Linked DNA regions of Ovis aries: region 2 is linked to region 1. A link is a contact called in public Hi-C data. All regions are on one chromosome and are shown on one strand. Each heading gives the region's core, a stretch centred on a gene start, on an enhancer-like site or on the middle of the called end of the contact. The rest is flanking DNA. Distances are from core to core; before and after follow the strand shown. Region 1 holds the start of CDH2 (cadherin 2). Region 2 overlaps CDH2 (cadherin 2).

Region 1 (5,377 bases), core at 1,022-3,521:
TTTAATTAACATGATCTTTCTTATTCTTTTGGAAAGAAAATCCAGGAAAAAAATTGAGTTTCATTTTTAAAAGGCCTACAATATTATGTTTTAATTAAAATTGAATCAACTTCCCTATGAATACTGAATTTTTAAAATCCGAGCAAGTGACAGTACATTATTAAAAGCTGCATCACTTATGTCAAAGAATTTAGTACTTGATTTTTAGAGATTCATTATCAAGTTCTTAAATGATCAGCATCTTGAAACTCAAATTCAAATAATCTTAGTTCTTCAGTTATCCAAAGCAGAAGAGGAATGCACATTAATTGCAACGAAGTTTGATGATTGCCTAAGAGCTGAAAAGCTTAGGGGAAAAAAAAAAAAAGGTATTTTTCTTTACCGGAAAAAAAACTTAAAAAAAAAATTGCTGACAAAAACTTAATACCTCACCAAAATCAATTGCTCCTCACCCCTCCCTCCATTCCACAAATGCCTGTGACCCAAACTTGTGAAGTCTCTCACTTTTTTGTGTGTGTGTGAGCCACTCCAAGTTTATGCCTCACAAGGACGAAGCAAAAATCCTTTACTTGGTGCGAACTCAGAATCAGTCATTTTATCTCTTAGATAATCCTATTCTTCAGAGCAAGTTCTGGCTTTTAGCTCCTTCAACCCGCTTTCTTTTTCTTTCGTTCAATACTTTTTGTTGTTGTTAGCAGTGGTTTAGGGAGAGAGTCAAAGTCCCTTAGACCACTCACTAAAAATTGTGAACAGTGTCACGAACGAATAGAAACAGAAAACGGGAGATTTCAAAGAAAATAACACGCACTCTCAAACCCCCAAAGGGAAAAACAAGAAGACAAGCACACCGAAACTTCGCAGTTTCAGTACATCCGCAAAGAAGGGAGAGGTGCCGGCCTCCGCCCTCCCGGCCGGCAGGTGGCTTGTGGCGAGCGCCGCAGACAATGGCCAGGATGTGCCCTGCCTGCGTCGCCAGTTTGCTGTGTCTGCCCCTGCCCAGACTAAAAAAAAAAAAAAAAAAAAAAAGTCTATCTCGAAAGAATGACAGAACGTAAAGAGAAGCGTGCGTTAGGCTTCGGAGAAGTCACCCCCCCTCCCCAGCCCCCAAAGCCTCATCTCTATCCGATCCCCATCGCGGTCCAAAAATGAACCTGCCACCCAATCAAGTTCCTGCGCAAGTTCTTTTTCTTTTCCGCAGCCCCTCCACCTGCCGGGGCTGTGCTCAGCGCACCCCAGGCTTCCCTCCGGCGACCCCCCGCGGGCTGCAGCAAAAATGGGGCGCTTCGGCTGGGCGGGGGCGGGCGGCTGCCGCGGATCCGGCCGGCTACCGCTGCAGCTTGGTGGCCTCCGATTGGCCACGACGCGGGCGGGTAGGCTCGGCGGAGGAGGGAGGCGGGGGCGAGGGCGGCGGCAGGAGGCAATCCGAGCTGGGAGCGGGCAGCGCGCGGGGCGGGCGAGCGCGGGGACAGCGGCGGCGGCGGCGGCGGCGGCTCGCCCTGATCGCGCTCGCGGAGGCCGAGCGGGGCGCGCGGGCGGCGGCAGCGACGCGGGGGTGGGGCGGCGCGCGCGAGTGAGCGGCGCGGGCCGAGAACCGGCGCGCGGGCAGCGGGGGCGGCCGCGGCGGCAACTGCGCGGGACGGAGCCGCGGCGGCAGCGGCCGCGCCGACCCCTGGCCTCATCTCCGCGCGGCCGAGGCCGGAGAACAGTCTCCAACTCTCCGGGGGGACCGGCAAGGGGCGCCAAGAATTGGTCTTCAGCCCCCACGCAGCGGAGGCGCCGGTCGGCGGGACTGCTGCCCTTTGTGGGCACAGCGCGCACGGCCCCGAGCGCCCTCCCCGCGGCGCTCTCGCCGGCGTCTTCGCCGTGCCCGGCGGCCCTAGAGAGGGGATCCGGAGGAAGCAAAACCCCGAGCCCGAAACCTCGCGTTGCGGAGCTTCTGGGGAGCTCCCGCCGCTCCGCTTGCACCTCCGCATCTTCCACCGGCCAAGGTCCCCGCCGCCTGCATCCCTCCTGGCTTCGCTGCGCTTGGGGCCGAAGCAGAGCAGTCTGCGCTGCCACCGCGGCCACACACGCACACACTAACACCCTCACGCGCACGCCCGCCTTCTCCCCCGCCCCCTCCCCAGCTCCTTGATCTCGGTCTGTTTTATTACTCGTGGTGCGAGTCCCGCGGACTCCGCGGCCCGCTATTTGTCATCAGCTCGCTCTCCATTGGCGGGGAGCGAGGAGCAGCGGAGAAGGGGGTGGGGTGGGGAGGGAAGGGAAGGGGGTGGAAACTGCCTGGAGCCGTCTCTCCGCGCCGCTGTTGGTGCTGCCGCTGCCGCCGCCTCCGGCTCCTCGCTCGGCCCCTCTCCGCCTCCATGTGCCGGATAGTGGGAGCGCCGCGGACCCTGCTGCCGCTGCTGGCGGCCCTGCTTCAGGTACGCGGCGGTACCCGCGGGCCGGGCCGCGGGCGGGGTGGGGCGGGCGGCGCCGGGTCCCTTTGTTCCCCGCGCCGCTGCGGGGCCGGGCTGCGCACCCGGGAAGGGAGGTGCCGCACCGCGCGGCCGGGAGCTGCGCAGACACGAGGCTCGGGCCGGGCGCCGGAGCAGGGCGCCCGGGGCCAGCCGGTCTCCCGCGCCTCTCTTGGCGGTTGCCCAAATGGGCTGATCACGGTCTCCCCACTGTCCCTGTGGGGGTCCAGCCAGTTCCCGGAGGGTGTCTCTAGACAGCAGAAGGGTGAGCTAGGCTAGCAGTCCGGTTTTGCAGTTTTCTACGCTTCTCACCCCTCGCGTAGCACTTTGCTCCAATTTTTTTTTGTTTATTTCTACAGGGATGGGTCTCGAGTTTGCAGTCGAAATTCTCACTCTGGTATCTTAGTTACAGGACTTGCCTCCACCCCACCTCACCCTGGCACCCGCGCGGCTCCCGGTGCCCGAGGGCTCCAGAGTCCTATTGTCTTTACCCCAGCGTCGAATTGCTGGCTATTTCTGTTTCCCTGCCCTCGCAATTTTCTGTGTCGGTTCTACCTGAAAAGAAAACCTCGCTCCCTTGCCCAAACGAGTCTACGCGGGTCCGCGCCTCCGCACCCAGCCCCTGGCCCTGCACGCCCCTTATCCCGCCGGGCGGGGAGAAGTTCCGTTACTTGGCTATTTTTCCTCTCCCTCTGTCCGGCTGCGTCTGCCCTGCGTGCGTGCTGGGGGCGCCTTGACCCGGAGCCTCCGCACTTTTCACGCCTTCGGGAGAGCGCCAGACAGCCTTTCCCTAGAATCGGTACCGGGAGGCTCCTCGGCGGCGGGAAGCACCTGCTCCAGGCGGGTCTTAGCCTCCCTCCCCACTCCGCGCGAGTCCCCTGCCCGGCCGAGCGTCCAACTTTCCCGCGGCGTCGGGCCAGAGGATGCCCCGAGGCCCCTTTTGGCCCGCCAGCGGGGTCTGGCGAAGGGAAGCCGCGCGCCGCGGCAGAGACCCCCCGCACTGGGCGGGGTCCGGCCGGGGGTCCCGCTTGTGCCGCCGCGGGCGGTAGGGGCCCGAGGTGGCTGCGGGAGAGGGGCGTATCCGCCCTCACGGCCTGAAGGGGTCTCGGGGGGAATCCGCCCCGTGGGGGGGGGGGGGTCCCAGCGCACCGCCGACGGCTGGGGGTGGCCGGCCGGCGAGTGCTCCAAAAAGTGCGGGCGCGGCTCGGGAGTGCCACTGCGCCCGGGGCAACCGGGGCAGGGACAGATGGTGCGGATCGCCCCCCTCCGTGGTCATCACGGGTCAGGGCCTGACGCGCTCCGGCCGCGGGCGCCGGGGGCTGGAACGGACTGGCGCCCGCGGTCTCGCGCGCTCCCTCTCGCCGCCCCCTAGAGGGGTGTGGGCCGCGACGAGCCCTGTCCATGGTGCGCCCGTTCCGCGCTCGCCTCCCCCGGGTCGTGCTCGCCTACTCTCAGGCTCTCTCCCTCCCACTGGCTCGCGGGCCGCCCAGGTCCCGCCGTTCCTTTCTCCTTTCTTGGGTTTCTCCTTTTGTTCTTTCCTCTCCTGCTGGTCTCTTTCTCTCCCCTTCCCCCATTCGCCAGTCCGCCCCCCTCGGCTCTCTGCAGACGCTGGGGTTTCAGAACTATTGCACTGGACATTTTTGGCCTCTGCACTTTTGGGGAGTGGATGGAATTTCTTCTAACTTGGGGGAGGAGACCTGCCAGTCACTTGCTAACAAAAGTACCTCCTGTTATAAAACCGCCCTTTATTCCTGGAGCGCACACTCCTCGTTCTTTCACCTCCTGTCAGTTCATTTATTGTTTCTTCTTTTAAAATGGGGTTTATTGAAGAGGTTAGGCTGAAGGGGAGGAAGGAAAAAAGTGCTACTTCAAGTGTTTGAAGTTAAGGGGAAAACAAGATAAACTTAAGAATCTTCCCAGACATCAGATTTAAAAAACAAATACGTCGTAGATTAGAAAAATCTTGTTTTAAAAAACATGTTTTGAACATAATACCATGGTCTTACTTATTTATAGGCAATTTATAGTAAATCCTAAGAGGGTCAGTCCAGCTCTGGATGGTATGCTCACTAACTTTTTGATCTGAAAGTAAGTTTTAATTGAATATTGTGCAGTGAAGTTAGGATAGGAGGAGACGTTTCTTGGTCACTAATAACCAAGGGACTAATGGTTCATGGGACTAATCTGTGTACCACGGAACAATCTCATTTCTTCTTTGAGTCATCTGCTTTGAAACCAGGTGTGGATTTTGTAGGCCATTTTATTATTTTTTTTAAGCATTAAATATATATATAATTTATAAACGTCAAATCGAGCACGTCCCTTTTCTGTTGTATGTTCTTTCTCAGTTTATTCCAGGCCAACCCGAGGTTGACTTTCAAAAACCTCGAGGAAAGGGGAGATTAAAACTTTGTCATCAAGTTATTTGGGTAATTCATGGGTATGAGTCAAGCAATAACACTGAGTGATTTACAAGGTCATTAGAGGTGGGAGCAGAGCAGTTCATGCAACATGAGTTTTAGGGTTAAGTGTGCTATGTGGATTGTACACACCGAGATTGGAAATGACTCTGTGCTAATGGTCTGCTTTACATACTGGAATAACATAGATTTATCTGCAATGTGAAAATGGCCCCTCTCCACTCTTCTGTCCTCTGCTTTTTAAAACTCTTTTTTTTTTTTAAGCTTCAAGCCAGACTAAGGAGTCAAAGAGTTTTATAAAAAAGAATGAGCAAGTTATCAGTTTAGATACTGAGCTGCCTTATTTTTTCAGACCAGTTAAAGGAGAATAATTAAATATTCAAAAGGACTTTATGCCTTTAATTAACTGAAGTGTTCTTTGTTTTACTTGGAACACTTTTATTTTCACTTTAAGAGAATCTTTACTAGTTGAGTTATTCTGTTACCTAGATTTACATAATTCTA
Region 2 (5,377 bases), core at 1,394-3,893, 93 kb after region 1:
TGTGCTGCCCATCTCTCATCATTCTATATGTTCCTCCAGAAATGTTTCCTGGATCTAAGAACCTGTATTTCTTGTATCTGTATGCTTTTTGCTTTTTTTAAAAAGTGGGATTGAAGTTTACTCTGGGGGTTTATAGTTCTCTTTGTGACAAATACCTTTACAAATTGCTACTGAGTTTTGAGTTTTAGTTTTTCAATATACATAAAGGAATGAAATAAAATATGTCAAGGAAATTGTATTAATCATGCAACTGGCTGGCAGTGTCAGTGCTTTTCCCAATGTTTTGTCTGAACTTTGTCAAGTGTTTTATTGTTTTTGAGAACAATTGAATGTTTTGTCTTTCACTTTGCTTAGACTTTAAAAGATAAAGACATATTTTTTTTCTTAGTCACACCAGACACAGCCAACAGTAGCCTCCATATGGGATTAGAATGGAGCAGAGGGCAGAAAGAAACCTTTGAAACTCTGTATCATCTATTCACTGAATTCCAAAAACTTAGAACTCTTAGCTTATTACATTATTACATAGAAACTCTTTCCGTTAAGATAGGACTCAGGGGCAAAAAACTTCACTTAAAACCTTCTAACTTGGGCTTTGTTTCTGATCTGTCATAGGTTTTACTTCTTGAGTATTTTGTAGGGGAGTATTTGATTTTTCCAAAATGCCAAATTTTATATGTTCGTGTATTTTTTTGGGGGGGAGAAGGGGATTTGTAACATCATCAACCGTATTTTCAAAGGTGAATGTGGTGACTTACGAAAAGGTGGGGCTATGGGGTCGCACAGAGTCGCACAGAGTCGGACACGACTGAAGTGACTTTTGTCACTGTCTTTCTGAACAGCCCCTTCAGAATGACAGAGGTGATGGCTCAGTGCCACCTACATTTGTGACCTGTTCCACAACATGAAAAGCACTAAGATTCATTGGTGGTCTTTGGAAAGAACATTCAGCTTAGATGTAGGGTGGTGGCCTCAGCTTGAATATTGAATGCATCTGCCTGGTTGTCAAGAACAAATCTTTGTTTTTTGTGCTTATTTGTTTATTTGGCTGCATGAGGTCTTAGTTGCAGCATGTGGGATCTTTTGTTGTGGTGCATGGACCCTCCAGTTGTGGCATGCAGGCTTAGTTGCTCTGTGGCATGTAAGATCTTAGTTCTCCAACTGGGGATCGAACTCGTGTCCCCTGCACTGCAAGGCGGATTCTTAACCACTGGACCACCAGGGAAGTTCCAGGTGGTCTTTTTAATGGACCTCATCCTTTACTGTTAAAATGAGGGGAAAGATGTGGAGATTTCTGTGATTCTTTCTCCTGTAATTTCATGCATTCTCTGGAATGTAAATAAAATTAGAAATAAATACTAGCGGTGTGATTTTGGTGCCACCCACCCCTGGGTTATGATTTTTATCTTCCTGTGGTTTTCCCTAAAAATATGGTCTCTGACAAAACTAATATTTGTATATTAGGATTTTACAACTGTTCAGTTTTTGTGAGGCTTTACAGTTTTCATGCTTTGGGATTTTTGTGTTTTTTTTTTCTCTTCTGATCAGCATTTTATCCCTATTTCTTGAGATACAGCTGTTTTGATCATTGGATTGAATGCCTTACCCTGGGCTTCTGAGTGCTAACAAGTAAAATTTCTTTGTCCAACTGTTCCTCTGACATATTTATGTTTATTTGATCATAGTCATTCCAAATTGATACACAAAAATAATCATTCCTTCAATTATGAAAAGGCTAAGGTTAGACCGCGACTAGCTCTGACGGTTATTGGTTTGGCGTCAGGGTCAGTAATTTCTCTGACTTTCCCACAATCTTCTTTCTTTGGTCTTGGAGATAAACAACACTGGGCTGAGAAAATTAGACAGTGTAGAGACACTCAGAAAGGAAGGGTTAATTTTTGGCTAGTGGGGATGTTGTGGGCTGAATTTGTCCCTCCAAATACATATATTGAACCCAACAGTACATCAAAAAATGACTGTATTTGAAAGTATGATCTTTCCAGAGGTAATTAAGGCAAAATGAGGCCACTGAGTCAAAGTGAGGTCACCAGTGGAAGTGTTAGTCCCTTAGTCGTGTCTGACTCCTGCAGCCCCATAAACTGTAGCCCACCAGGCGCCTCTGTCCATGGGATTCTCCAGACAAGAATACTGGAGTGGGTTGCTATTCGTTTCTCCAGGTCTTCCCAACCCAGGGATCAAACCTCGGTCTCCTGCATTGCAGGCAGACTCTTTACCATTTGAGCCACCAGGGAAGCCTGGTTCATCAGGGTGAGCCCTAATCTGATGAGGTCTGAGTTCTTATGAGAGGAGATCCAGACCCAGTCGTACCCAGAGAGAAGACCACCTGAAGATACATATTGGTATTTTGTTAATTTATTTTCCAATGGCAGCTCCTTCAAAGAGCGGATCAGTAGGTTTTCTTTAAAGTATCTTTTTTTCTGTGAAGCTTGAGGAAACCTATACTTTGAAAAATAATTGGAGTTAATCACTAGGATTAATTGCTTCATTCCCATCAAAATGTTATTTTATCTTTTGTGATGGTTTAGATTAATGAGTTTTTTTCCCTTCAATACTTTACGAAAACACATTGGAAGGATTGTGAAATATTTGCCAGACAGACTGAAGGACAAAGTCTCTGGTTGACTGAACTAGAGGGAATTAAACCCACTTAGTTATAAACTAGGTGAAAGGCAGTTAAGTTTCAGGGCGCATTTTTCATTTTCCTTTTTCTCAAAGTAATTTAAGAATAGAGAGGGGGCCGCTGGTGAGGGAGAGGGAAGACTTACAATCTTAACACCTCTGCTCTCCATCTGGTTTATGATCCCTAGTGTCAATTTCTAGCATTGACAGGAAAAAAAATAATAATAAACCCCTTTGTAATTATCTAGGTATTATAGAAAATGGTACTCTTAAGTTTACCTTCTTCTTGAGTCTTCATATCAGAATATATCTAGATTCTAGCACTTTTGCAACTTTGTCCTGGAAAAAAATGGGAAAGTTGACCTATGCAATTGAATGCAAAATCAATGTAAACTGCCCAAAGGACTAACATATTGGATATTACCTTGTAAAGACAAATGGTTTTTCAGTCCTCTTGTGATTCTACTACTATTGGATGTAGAAATTTAAGGCTTAATCTCTATTATCTCAATGTTCTACTTGTAGGCAGAGTGAAAAGGAATAAAAGGACTTTTTTTTTTTCCTTCCCTAAACCAGAAAGTTGCATTAGAAATATTATACTCATTTCAGGATATTTTTAGTCCATGATAGATGCAACATTCTGCAGTACAATAAGAGAAAATTTGTCTTTTGCCCTGAAGTTGTATTTTAGCTTTCGTTAAGTTCTTATCTACCGTAAGATTGGAAGGAGAAAAGCTTCTAGAGCATTTCTAAGTGTGTACGGGAATGAAGTCAAATACATACACAGAGTTGAGTTTTGAATTTTGTAGGGAAAGGAGAAATGTTCTCTTGGGAAAGAAGGTTGTGGGGGGCACCTAAACAGAGTTTATAGGTCTTACCTGGGTGAAAGCTAGTAGACCTCAGTGTCGTCCTGCTAGAGGGACAGTTCACCTTGGCAAACTGGTTCCATCATTTCTGCCCCTCAAGTTGTCCTTCTAGGGTGGCACTGAGAAGCTGGATGAGATTTTGGTTCTTTTCTTTTAGGGGCCTCAGAACTATTGCCCAATATATGAATCCATATTATTAATAGCACCACACATTTGCCACTGTTCTTCCGGTTAATTCAGATACGATTGAGATAATTGTTATATGCAGGCATTTTAAAACATACTGAATTCTGTATGTTCTTTCATTATCATTACTTAGTCCACACATGCAAAAAAGAGTGTTACTAATATGCAGGAGGGAGTCAGGTTTTTTTGTGTACTTAGGTTATAAGTGAAACATTAGAACTTATATTCAAAAAGGAAAGGAACAGCCTCGTTGATCTCCAAGATGCTTGTGTCTATGGCATTCAATAATTTTTTGAAAGTTGCTGTCCACACTTTAGCTTCTCATCACTGAAGACTTGAAGATTTAATAAAAGGGTGTAATCAAAAAGTTTATGAAAGCACAATTTGCCATGGGTTTGAAGATTCTCTGTCTGCCAAACTCGGATCTAAAGTGTGGGCCGCTCCAAGGCCACAGGCGTGAGCTCTGTCCTGCTTCCTGCTGTATTCCTGGCACCTGCCATACAACGTTAGGTGTTACTGGCCAGCACAATATTTGTTGCTGACTGTATTTCTAGGAATAAGACCTGATAAGAGTACTAATCATAATTTTAGCTAACTTGCTTCTGCCAATCTTTCTTTAAAAACAAAACGCAGTTATAGGTATGCTGCTGCTGCTAAGTCACTTCAGTCGTGTCCAACTCTGTGTGACCCCATCGACAGCAGCCCACCAGGCTCCCCCATCCCTGGGATTCTCCAGGCAAGAACACCGCAGTGGGTTGCCATTTTCTTCTCCAGTGCATTAAAGTGAAAAGTGAAAGTGAAGTCACTCAGTCGTGTCCAACTCTTGGCGAACCCATGGACTGCAGCCTACCAGGCTCCTCCATCCATGGGATTTTCCAGGCAGGAGTACTGGAGTGGGGTGACATTGCCTTCTCCAAGTTGTAGGTATAACTTGATATAAATAGGAAGTTGATGAATTAGATATAACCATTTGCTTTAGAAAGATTATTGGACTTGAACCACATTGCAGTGAAAATTGTGAAAATTTCAGGTTTTTAAATAATTTAACTTTATTCAATAATAATAATTTAACAATTAAAGTGTGACTCTCTGTACAGACTATCATAAAGGCTTTTTGGGAACAAGATTGTGAAAAACTAGATACTCCTTTTTTTAAAAAATATATGTATTTATTTATTTGGCTGTGGCAGATCTTAGTTGCAGCAAGTGGGATCTAGTTCCCTGACCAGGGATTGAACCGAGCCCTCTGCACTGGGAGCTCAGAGTCTTAGCCACTGGACCACCAGGGAAATCCCTAGATATTCTTGAATATAAAGAGACATAATGATTTAAAATTTGTCTTAGAGCTGGGAAATGTGATTGATTATAATAATAATTATGATCCAAAGATTATATAATTATATCTTCTATATCTTCCATAATCTTTCTAAGTTTTGGCTGAATATTATTCTTTAGTTTTTCTGTGGTAATTGTTACATGGTTTCTGACTTGTTTGAAATCCTAAAATATTTTCCCAGAAAGTTAGCAGTTCACGGTGTCCTTATTTGCCTTCAAGTCAGAGAAGTTTGTTTGCTATTCAGGTTTTTATGAGGTTTGTTTCCAGCTGCTCTTTCTTGTGAAACATCTTCTCAAAGTACATGGTTTTGAATGGCAATAAAGGAACTTACTTCTGATCTGTTGTCAAA

The links. Hi-C and Micro-C count contacts between places; a contact is called where the count stands out from the background.
Region 2: a Hi-C map of liver shows a contact between it and region 1, with 3 times the contacts expected there. The contact joins the enhancer-like site here to the promoter of CDH2 in region 1. A contact is called at or near these places in 2 of 16 Hi-C or Micro-C datasets (liver and mixed tissues).

What each region holds. Positions count from the first base shown.
Region 1 is chr23:29,010,216-29,015,592 of ARS-UI_Ramb_v3.0, forward strand. It overlaps CDH2 (cadherin 2), which reads left to right and starts at 2,272. Exons shown (of 16, transcript XM_027960884.3): 1 at 2,272-2,420. The coding sequence starts at 2,361.
Region 2 is chr23:29,103,103-29,108,479 of ARS-UI_Ramb_v3.0, forward strand. All of the region lies in intron 2 of CDH2 (cadherin 2), which reads left to right. Among named protein-coding and RNA genes, the nearest start is that of CDH2, 93 kb to the left of the region's middle. Within about 2 kb of position 2,644, at least 1 of the 54 cell types and tissues checked has an H3K27ac peak or open chromatin away from gene starts, as enhancers often do. A contact at or near this core is called in liver, where this site is marked.